Linked DNA regions of Capra hircus: region 2 is linked to region 1. The links are chromatin contacts, called in public Hi-C maps. All regions are on one chromosome and are shown on one strand. Each heading gives the region's core, a stretch centred on a gene start, on an enhancer-like site or on the middle of the called end of the contact. The rest is flanking DNA. Distances are from core to core; before and after follow the strand shown.

Region 1 (5,439 bases), core at 1,744-4,243:
TGGAAAGGTGCCATACTGCACTCTCGGATTAGGAGCTGATGGAAGGCCTCCCGTATCTATGAGCCTAATAGAAGCTGTCATTTCAAATGAATGAACTGTTTATACTGTTGGAAGAAGTCCACGGATGTTTGGGGCTCCTTTTTTAGCCTATAAAGTTCTGAGATATTGGACAATAGTCTAGTAGACAGCAGTCTAATCATTACAGTGTTGTTTGTGCCACTCTGAGGTGAGTTTGTAAGAAATTCAGCTGTTCCTTTTGCTGATTCCTGGGATCACAGTTAAGGCTGGTTGACTTGGAGCATTTTCTCATTTGTCTTCTATGTCAAAGACTTCAGTGGGAAACGTGGGGTTTTGTGCACCATTAGGAATGATCATCAACCGAAATGCCCTAGAGCATTCTGGAGTGCATGACTGGGCAGGTGGGCAGGAGAACATGGAAATCCCTTCATAGTGTGCATAGGTTGCTCAAGTCCCGCTTACGACATGAATGTGGGTCCTCTTGCTCTGAGGCACAAGATCATCCCAGACTGTGGACAGTCTTAGAAAATCCGCGATGCTCTTTGCTCTGCCTCTTCCTCTGCCAGTCCTGGATTAGGCTGTGAGAGTAGGTGTGTCCAGATGGTGAGCTGGGTATTGCCCAGAACAAGGAGAATCTTTTAAAAGATTCGGCCTTGGTGAACCCCTGGGATCCCCAGTCTGAGCCTGTGGTTGCAGAGCCAGCCCCGGATCCTTCCAGGTGGCACCGAGGACTCCCTGCTGCTCCCAGCCAGACGTGGGCTGCCAGTGTGTTCACACAGGCCTGGTTCTGGGGCTTCAGAGGGCACAGGGTGCCAGCCATAACACTGAGTAATGCTGGGAGGTGCCTTTAGAACAAACAGTGTGGGTGAGCTCTGCACAGAGGGAATACCTCTGGCTTGACGTTTCAATTACTGAATTATTTAAATGAGCGTCAATTAGGTAGAGTAGACTAACTGCCTTCTGCCAGGGCACTTCCTGGTTATTTGCACAGGCAAGTGTAAAATGCTTCATATCAGATGTGGTGCTTCCTGGCTGGACTGTTGAAAATCAGTCACAGAAGGTGATTATCCTTCCTCGGTGTTCCCTGATGTGTAGTGTATTTATATCTCAGTCTGAGAGATTAGAGGTCCACAGACCCTTGTCTGTGGCCCTAAAAAGGGCTTTGTGATAATTCTCACACTTCCCCACCCCACCAGCCTACTCCAAATAAGATATCCCAGGCTTACACATGTTATGGTTATTCCTAAATTTTAACAAGATGAAAACAGTGAGTCACAGGCATTTGGGGGCCTGCTGTGTTTCTTAGAATTGTGAATATTAAGATCTGAAAATGGTACTACCTTGCTTTTAACCTGCTTTGTTGAATTAGTGATCCTGGCTCAGAAAATCCTCTTGGGGTCTCTTAGGTTGATCTATTCTGTTGGATAAGATTGCCAAAGTGGCGTTTAACTAATGTTTGGGTCTGGTGTAGATGTGTGTGGGGGTGCATGGGGTCATTCTTATATTCTTGTGAATTTAAAGTCTTTATATTTGGCTGTATAAGAAAACCTGATTCACTAAGGGCTCTGCCAATCAGTTATATGGGAATTCACAAATTAAGAAAAGTAAATGTTGGTGAAAAGCAAAATAGGAAGCAGAGTTGGTGGAGTTTTTATACTTTCCCATTTGCTAACTGCTGAACTGAACTCATGGTCCCATATCAGAGACTGAGTTAATTATTACATAGAGTTAAGAGTTGTCTTCCTTCTTTTTTCCTTTTTTCTGATTGTGGCAGGGAAGATCTGAAAACCTTGGTTTTTAACTTAGAGTATAACCCCACAGGATAAAATCTGATTAAGATCTGTACCCAGTTATGCCTGGATACACTGCAGGGTTGGGTCTAGTGGGCTGAATCTTGCTAAAGATGGTATGTACTTGAGGCTGCTCACTTCTGGCAATATTCTCTAGGTCACAGTTTAAACATCTGTCAGACCATCCCCATGTCCTTTCAAAAGCTAGACCTTGGCAAGGCAGGAGACATCTTGTGCCTGTGCACCTAAAGTTTGGGCTCTGACTTGAAGAACTGAGTTCACTCTGAAGGCACATTAGAGAAATTATTGTCATTACTTTATTTCTTTTAATTGACTTTTTAAAAATTTTATTAGAACCACCAAGTGCGATTAATTCTTTGGTACCCTGAACCATCTGTTTCCATAGAATCAGTGATGAGTGAGCCCTCTATGGCCTGGGGTGGTCGTGGTTGTTCCTGGCAGACCGTACATGTAGCAAGTAAATGATTCATCCTCCTCTATTCATTATCAGTCTGTGGCCAGCTCCTCTCCTGTCTTATTTTCATTTTACCCCTTCAAGCCCTCTTCTCCAACCCAGCATCAACAGATACAACCTCTTTAATGTATTCAGTAAGTATTTTTGGATATCCATGACCTTTAAAAATTATTTAGGGTCTTAAAATACACATTTGTGTTTCACATTTACATAAATTACATTACTCAACAGCGTTTCAACATACACTTTTAAATTCTCAGCTCTGATCGCAAATCAGTATGACACCACTAACTCTGCGCCTCACCCCGCCCATCCATTTCCCTCCAGAGAGCCATCACCTGTTGGGCAGCATAGTTGGCAGCTCTCAGCACAGCTTTGTGCCATCCGAGAGTGGCAAGCATGTCTAGACTCCCTAGAAATATTATCTTTCAACTTGCTTTTGGCAAGAGTAAACTTTTTGCTGGATTATGTCAACAGATATATATGTTTCTCATCCTCATAGAAATAGATTGGTGCTGGAATTTCTCTTGGATTTCTCTAGGCAAGGAAAAATAAAAGACTACCCCTCGGCTCATTAGCATTATTGCTCATTAAAAATGTCTGAGGGCTCTTGCTCCTTGGGGGTGAGTCTGGTGACATGCATACACTGTCAGCGGCTATTTTGGATTTTCTGCTTTCGGGCATGTCTCTGCTCTTGGATGAGCCCCTTGTGGTTTTCAAAAGACCTAGCAAGGCAATTATAAATAGAAAGCTTGTGTCTGTGTGTCTGTATGCGCTTACTCCGTGGGACGAGGCACCCACATTACAGTGGGCAGTGAACTATTTTTCACTGCTTTGAAGAGGGAAGAAGAAAGATGAAGAACGCTTCTCTCTTTTTGAGATAACCCACACCTCCACACATACCCACACAAATCTGTGTAAATGAACTTGACATTTTCAAAGACCTTACCTTAAGGTCTCCTCTTGAAAGCACAGCCATCTGACCTGTTATTTTAAGAAGGAAGCCATTCTCTCACTGACCTGCTGCCACAGAGGGTTCAGGGACTAGAAGGCAGCCTGTGTGTGCTGCAGACCTTCAGGGGGTTTTGAAAGGCGACACCCCTTTATATGAACATAGCTTTGGTCAAAGTGGCCTCAGCAGACTAATCAGGGGCCTCCAGGAATTGGCTGTTTATACGCTGTCTTCACTTTCCTTCTCCGCTAGTGGAAACTGTTGGTACCAGCAAGTCTGAACTAATTATTCTAACACAGGAAAGAAAAGAGTGATTTGAAAGATGAAACTGCAAATGAGTGTTTTCAGAAAGAGACAGTTAGGAGGTCTGGTGAGGTATGCTTCACTGATGATCTGTCTTGTGCCTTGGACCAACCTGTGTAGGCTTTTCCTTTAGTCCCACTTGTTACTTTACTGTTCAAACACTGTTCTGTTCCCTTTGTCTTTTTGTGCCTCCATCCTCAATAATTAGTGCCAATTTTTTTTTCTGCCAGGTGAAAATGTTTTAGCAGTGATGAATTCCCATAGTAATTAATGTAAAAACTTAAGTGTTCCCCTACGGAAAAATTAATCTAGACATCTAAGCGAAACTATCGATAATATGGATATGTAATTATAGACCGTGCACCTTTGTGAACTCTTCTGTACTGTTGTGTTTCTGAAGCAGACAGGTGATGGCAGGAACATCAGCTGCCCTTGTGTGAGTAGTTGATGGGGTTTTGTATGCAGCTAGCAGGAGCTGGTATTAGCAGATGCCATGTATCTGGGAGCCTCTTCTACAAAAAATAAAAGTAATGAGCATTATGTTCTGGTAAAAACATTCTGATTCAAGAACTGGGGTATGAGAGCCCACCAGACCAAAGATATCTTGAAAGCCACAATGGGAGAAGTCCATTTTCAGAAGCCTGTAACAGATGATAACCGTTCTTCAGCCTGGTAGGATCTAAAAGCACACCCAGCTTATAGAAACACACTCATATCTTGAGAGGTGATTATTATTTGGTGGTTGGTCAGATGAGAGATATAAGATCATGACCAGTGGTGATGCTTCACCTGACTTTTGGTTCGGTTAATGTGTTTGTATTGATCTTGAAGAGACTGCATGATTCCCCCAGTGGGGTTACAACCCACACAGTGATTTTTGTTTGTCTTCCTTTCTCTCCCCACTTTGCAGATGAGAAGCCCAAGGTAAACCCCAAACTTTACATGTGTGTGTGTGAAGGCCTCTCCTGTGGGAGTGAGGACCACTGTGAAGGCCAGCAGTGCTTTTCCTCGCTGAGCATAAATGATGGCTTCCACGTCTACCAGAAAGGCTGCTTCCAGGTCTACGAGCAGGGGAAGATGACCTGTAAGACCCCGCCGTCACCTGGCCAGGCTGTGGAGTGCTGCCAAGGGGACTGGTGTAACAGGAACATCACGGCCCAGCTGCCTACTAAAGGTTCCCATGGACTTTTCTATTTCTAGGTGAAGGGTTTCAGTTAGTCTTATCCTGGTTCTTTGTGGGTTAAAGATGTGAGTAGCCACAAGGCTTTCCTCCTACTCTTTGAACAATGGGTGACAAGGAAGTTTAGGTCCAGTGAGGAAGAGAAAGGCATGGCCTTTTGGAATTTATAAGGAGGATGGGCATATTGGGGAAAGTGAGCAGAGTGATATCTACTGTGGGGACGATTTGGCAGACCAGATGTCATGAGAGGGTGAGTAGCTCTGATACCTTTTTCTGAAAGGGGCTATGAGATCATAATTTCTAAAACAGTTGTGCTTATTAGGGACTTGTCTCTATGTTGAGCATGTAGAGAGGGAAATGGAACATAAGGCTCTGGTATCCGAGAGGACTACCTTTCCTTCCTAAGAGGAAGGAGACAAAGCCATTCTCCTGTATCAGACTCCCAGTGACCTGTCACTGCAGCTGGAGGCTGGGTGACATTTCACCTCAACCTTATAGTTCATGTGGAACCGTCTCCATATTATAGTCAATATGGACTTCAGTCCTCTTCCGAAACTCCCCATAAAATGAACCCTAAACTGCATCTCAAAGTCCCTACAAATATTAATGTACCTTAATCTGTAGATACAGCCCAAGCCAAATTTACTTTCTTAATATATAGTACATTTTTAACAGGTGTCCTTAATCAATCTTACACTCACACAAAAAAGAAACAAACTAT
Region 2 (5,439 bases), core at 2,033-4,532, 220 kb before region 1:
TGGCCCTTTCATCTTCATTCCTCTGTCTCTTTCAGTGAAAGGCCATAAAATGAAACGGAAATTCTTAGATTTCGTTGTTGTAATTGTTACAGACTTCTATGCACTCTGTATATAAAACTAAAAGTAAATGAATGACGTTTGACATTTTCTATCTTCATGCCCTTGTTTCCTGGTCTCTTCTATCTCAGTCTAAATGAAATTACTTTGACTTCACTACTTCTCCTTCAGGTTTACAGTTTGAAGATCTAGACAATTTTTTATTAATAATGGGAACATAAGTTTGCCACTGTCTCAGAAAATCCAAAAGAGACGAAGGGAGAGCCCTGAGTATGCCTTTGCCATCCCAGAGACCACCCCGTTTAATGGGGCGAGGTGACCACAGAGGGCAGCCAACCAGCTCATAGCAGGGAGTCTCCGGACGGACAGAAGCAGAGAAAACCGCAGAGAAGAGGCTTCCCTCCTCTTTCTGCAGCACAATGAATGCAGTCTGTGTCGCACTAACTCAAAACCTGCAGCGTCCTGGTGAGAAATGGAAAACCTAAAATTAGATCTGCAGAGAGGACTTTGACCTTGACGTGAAAGTCAGTCCTGTGCTATGACAAGAAAGACCTGATCCATGAAGATTATGTTCTTAAAAGCTATATTTCATCTGCATACAGACTCTCAGGAAAACCACACTCAGAAAATGTACATCTTGGCAATCCTTCAACTGTAAAATCATTAAATTTGGCTCTGGTTATTTTGAACATTAGATGTCTGTGTGTTTCTTTTCAAAATTTCTCCTATAAAATGTTAGCAGGTATACTGGATTCATAGTGACTTTTAAGCCTAGCTGCTATTATTGTATGTATCCAGTACTTAATGATTTTTGAAAAGAATTCAAGGACAAAGCAGGAAAATGCTGCATTCAAGTAATACAGAATGTATTTAGAATTAACTACAGTAAATTAATGCCTTCTCTTGAAGAAATCTATCCTGAGCACCTAAAGAATATACAGTTTTAAAAGAGTACTGTCCTATAATTTCTTGCATATATTAGACTTATAGTATTTGAAATTTTCAATAACAAAGAACTTCAGGGGACCTTTATATGTGCTCCATATATATATATCAAGGATAACTTAAACTGTGATTTTTTTTAAAAAGCTATTAAACAGGGGGAAAAAACACTTATGTACTTAGGTAACATTCTAAGGCACAGCTGCCACCAATTAAACAACACATACTTTTTTTTAAAGACTCTCAGGGTTTCAGTGTGCCTTCAGTGGACTGAAAAATCTGGAAAAATGGACCTCATTAGCTACTACAAATTTATTGAAAGGATATTTGAAATGGTGTTTAATACCTGCAAAGACAGGAATAATCAGTGGTTTAAAGTTTCACCATAAAGATTGGTAAATAACACTGATTACAGGTCTTATTCAAACAGAGAATAATGAATATGTGATGAAAGGAGAATAGTGATCCAAATTGCTCTTAATCTTGGAATTGTGCCTATTGACTGGCCTAGAAATAATGGAACTAATCCTATGGTAAGAAAGCCAAATGCTTGAGAAAGTCATTAACTTTGGGGAAAGAGGATACCCACTACTTCATTGTACTGGTACAGTATTTTATTGAGTAGAACTTTCAAACAACTGTGTATTTAGCAGAAATTCCAGTGTTAACCCAAGTCAAATAACATTCCTTTCCACTCCTCCAGAATTTGAAAAAGCTATTTAGGTACTATTTATAATTCATCAAACATTGACTGAACACCTACTGTATATGTGGCACACAACAGAATCAAATAAGTAATTTAACAAGTTAACTACTAATCTCACATTGCCTTATTTCTATTAAGCTGAAGAAGTAATGATCTTCTCAAAACAGTAAATTTACACTTTAATACTGGCTTTCCTGAAACACTTTGATAAAGTTTCATAAACAGACTTATGTACAATCATCCTCTCTTATCCAAGGTTCTGCTTCCTATAGTTTGTTACTCAAAGTCAACCGCCGCCTGAAAATAATGAGGAAAACTCCAGAAATAAATAATTAGCAAGTTTTAAGTTGCAGGCCATTCTGAGCAGCATGATGAAATCTCGCGATGTCCTGCCCGCGACTTGCATCTTCTTTGCCTGCATATCAGCTGTTGGTGTGGTGGTTTGTAGAGCTTGGGTTCAGGTAACCCTTACTGTACTTAATTATGACACCAAAGTGGATGTCTAGTGATTGTGGCAATCAAGTTATGCCACAGGGAAGCTATAAAGTGCTTCCTTGAAGTGAAAAGGTGAAAGTGCTCAACTTGAGGAAAGGGAAACCATCCAATGCTGAGGCCTGTGGTAAGACGGAATCCTCTCTCTTTGAAATTGTGAAGAAGGAAAAAGAAACCTCTGCTGGTTTTGTTTTTCTGTACCTCAAACTGCAAAATTTATCACCACAGTGCCTGGTAAGTGCTCAGTTAATTTGGAAAAGGCATTAAGCTTGTACAAGATATTTTGAGAGAGAGACCACATTCAGTTAGCTTTTATTACAGTATTTTTGTTATAATTGCTCTATTTTATTATTGTTGTTAATCTCTCACTGTGTCTAATTTACAAAGTAAACTTTATCATAGATATGCATGTATGTGAAAAAAACATAGTATATTGATATAAAAGTTTCCAGGTATTCATTGAGAAACGTTTTCCCTGCAAATAAGGGGGACTACTGCCAAAGTGGGAAATCATGTGAAAGATACTGTCTTTTGTTTCTTTGTTTTTTATTGGGGTATATAAAGTCTTTTTTTAAAAAAATCTAAATTTCTCATCTTTAGGAAAAATCATAATTTCTCATCTTTAGGGAAAGTCTCAAAAGATTTTGAATTTGAAATATTCTTTTGTTTTTGTTGTTGTTCAGTTGCTAAGTCACGTCTGACTCTTTGCGACCCCTTCGACTGCAGCACGCCGATATTCTTACTTCCCATTAACTTTTCTTGAGGATCCATGTATCCAATACAGGTTAAATTTACTTTGTCTTTAGTCCAACTTTTGAGACCTTAAATGTATTCTTAGATCTTGGTCTTGACAATTTATCATTGTTTTTCTTAATTTAAACAGTAATACATGAGCGTCTGATTCACAGAAAGGCATATATAAGGAAAAATCATGCTACTCTTAGCAAATGTGTTGACCAAGGGATTAATCTGTGTTAAGGTTTGCCAGGCGGGGGCGGCAGAGAGCACTTGCAGAGACCGGTTAGCTGAGAACCTTAGGGCCTGGTGGTTGCCAGGGAACCCTCAGGGCATTGGAGAGCTGGGCAAGATCAATCTGTTGTGGGGAAATTAGTTGAATGGAGAGGCTGCTAACTGGAAGCACCAGCCAGGAGAAACAAGGAAAAAGAACAAGGGGCTGAATGCAAAGAGGAAAGAGCTTGGGCTTTGAAGTCACAAAAACCTGACTTATGTCACGTCAGGCAAAGGGCTTCATATCATGGTTGGTGTTTTCTGTGTATAAATGAATATAATGATCTAGATCACTGCTTCGCAAAATTGATACAAGGTGATCAGAGTATGTGGGTCAAGTGCTTATCACATTGCCTACCAGTGTACAGAAAGGGTTTAACAGATGTTGTGAGATATTATTTACGACTGCCGAGGCCAGAGAAGCTGTCAATGTTGAGCTGAGTGCCAGCTTCAGAGAAAGAAATGAATGGGCCCCTCAAAGTTAGGGAGAGAGCAGGGCAAAAGGGACCAGAAGACTGAGGACTCCGCTCACTATATCTGAGTTGAGCTGATGCCTTATTTGGACATTTAAATCTTTCCTCTAAGGATGTCTACCTACCCCTACCCCGTCTTAAAGGTACCTTTTGAAACTGTTCATTGGTAGTATCCTCTCTGGAAAGCAAACCTAGTGTTATTTTATATTAACACCCTGTGTGTGTGTTTAGCTGCTTTAGTCGTGTCCAACACTTTGCAACCCACCAGGTTCCTCTGTCCAAGGGATTCTCCAAATGAGAACACTGGAGTGGGTTGACGTGCCTTCCTCCAGGGGATCTTCCTGACCCAGGGATCCAACTAGAGTCTCTTTACATCTCCTGCATTGAAGGAGGATTCTTTACCACTAGCACCACCTCAGTTCAGTGCAGTTCAGTCGCTCAGTCGTGTCCAACCCTTTGCGACCCCATGAATTACAGCATGCCAGGCATCCCCATCCATCACCAACTTCCCGAGCTTATTCAAACTCATATTCATCAGGTCAGTGATGCCATCCAGCCATCTCATCCTCTGTCATCCCCTTCTCCTTCCACCTTCAATCTTTTCCAGCATCAGGGTCTTTTCCAATGAGTTAGTTCTTCGCATCAGAGGCCAAAATATTGGAGTTTCAGCTTCAGCATGAGTCCTTCCAGTGAATATTCAGGGCTAATTTCCTTTAGGATGGACTGCTTAGATCTCCTTGCAGTCCAAGACACTCTCAAGAGTCTTCTCCAACACCACAATTCAAAAGCATCAATTCTTTAGCACTCAGCTTTCTTTATAGTACGATTCTCACATCCGTACATGACTATTGGAAAAAACCATAGCTTTGACTAGACAGACCTTTGTTGGCAAAGTAATCTCTCTGCTTTTTAATATGCCATGAAGGTTGGTCATAACTTTTCTTCCGAGGAGCAAGTGTCCTTTAATTTCATGGTTGCAGTCACCACCTGCAGTGATTTTGGAGCCCCCAAAAATAAAGTCTGACACTTTCCACTTTTTCCCCATCTGTTTCCCATGAAGTGATGGGACCAGATGCCATGATCTTCATTTTCTGAATGTTGAACTTTCAGTCAACATTTTCACTCTCCTCTTTCACTTTCATCAAGAGGCTCTTTAGTTCTCTTCACTTTGTGCCATAAAGGTGGTGTCATCTGCATATCTGAGGTTATTGATATTTCTCCCGGCAATCTTGATTCCAGCTTGTGCTTCATCCAGCCCAGCGTTTCTCATGATGCACTCTGCATGTAAGTTAAATATGCAGGGTGACAATATACAGCCTTGATGTACTCCTACCCCTGTTTGGAACCAGTCTGTTGTTCCATGTCCAGTTCTAACTGTTGCTTCCTGACCTGCATACAGGTTTCTCAAGAGGCAGGTCAGGTGGTCTGGTGTTCCCATCTCTCTCAGAATTTTCCACAGTTTATTGTGATCCACACAGTCAAAGGCTTTGGTATAGTCAATAAAGCAGAAATAGATGTTTTTCTAGAACTCTCTTGCTATTTCAGTGATCCAACAGATGTTGGCAATTTGATCCCTGGTTCCTCTGCCTTTTCTAAAACCAGCTGGAACACCTGGAACTTCATGGTTCATGTACTGTTGAAGCCTGGCTTGGAGAATTTTGAGCATGACTTTACTAGCATGTGAGATGAGTGCAATTGTGCGATAGTTTGAGCATTCTTTGGCATTGCCTTTCTTTGGGATTGGAATGAAAACTGACCTTT

Evidence for each region. Hi-C and Micro-C count contacts between places; a contact is called where the count stands out from the background.
Region 2: a contact with region 1 is called in a Hi-C map of blood, with 8 times the contacts expected there. The contact joins two enhancer-like sites. A contact is called at or near these places in 3 of 5 Hi-C or Micro-C datasets (blood and liver).

Annotation. Positions count from the first base shown.
Region 1 is chr2:97,619,220-97,624,658 of ARS1.2, reverse strand. It overlaps ACVR1 (activin receptor type-1), which reads left to right. Exons shown (of 11, transcript XM_005676108.3): 4 at 4,449-4,712. Among named protein-coding and RNA genes, the nearest start is that of ACVR1, 98 kb to the left of the region's middle. Within about 2 kb of position 2,993, at least 2 of the 5 cell types and tissues checked have an H3K27ac peak or open chromatin away from gene starts, as enhancers often do.
Region 2 is chr2:97,838,709-97,844,147 of ARS1.2, reverse strand. No RefSeq gene overlaps it. Among named protein-coding and RNA genes, the nearest start is that of UPP2, 77 kb to the left of the region's middle. Within about 2 kb of position 3,282, at least 1 of the 5 cell types and tissues checked has an H3K27ac peak or open chromatin away from gene starts, as enhancers often do.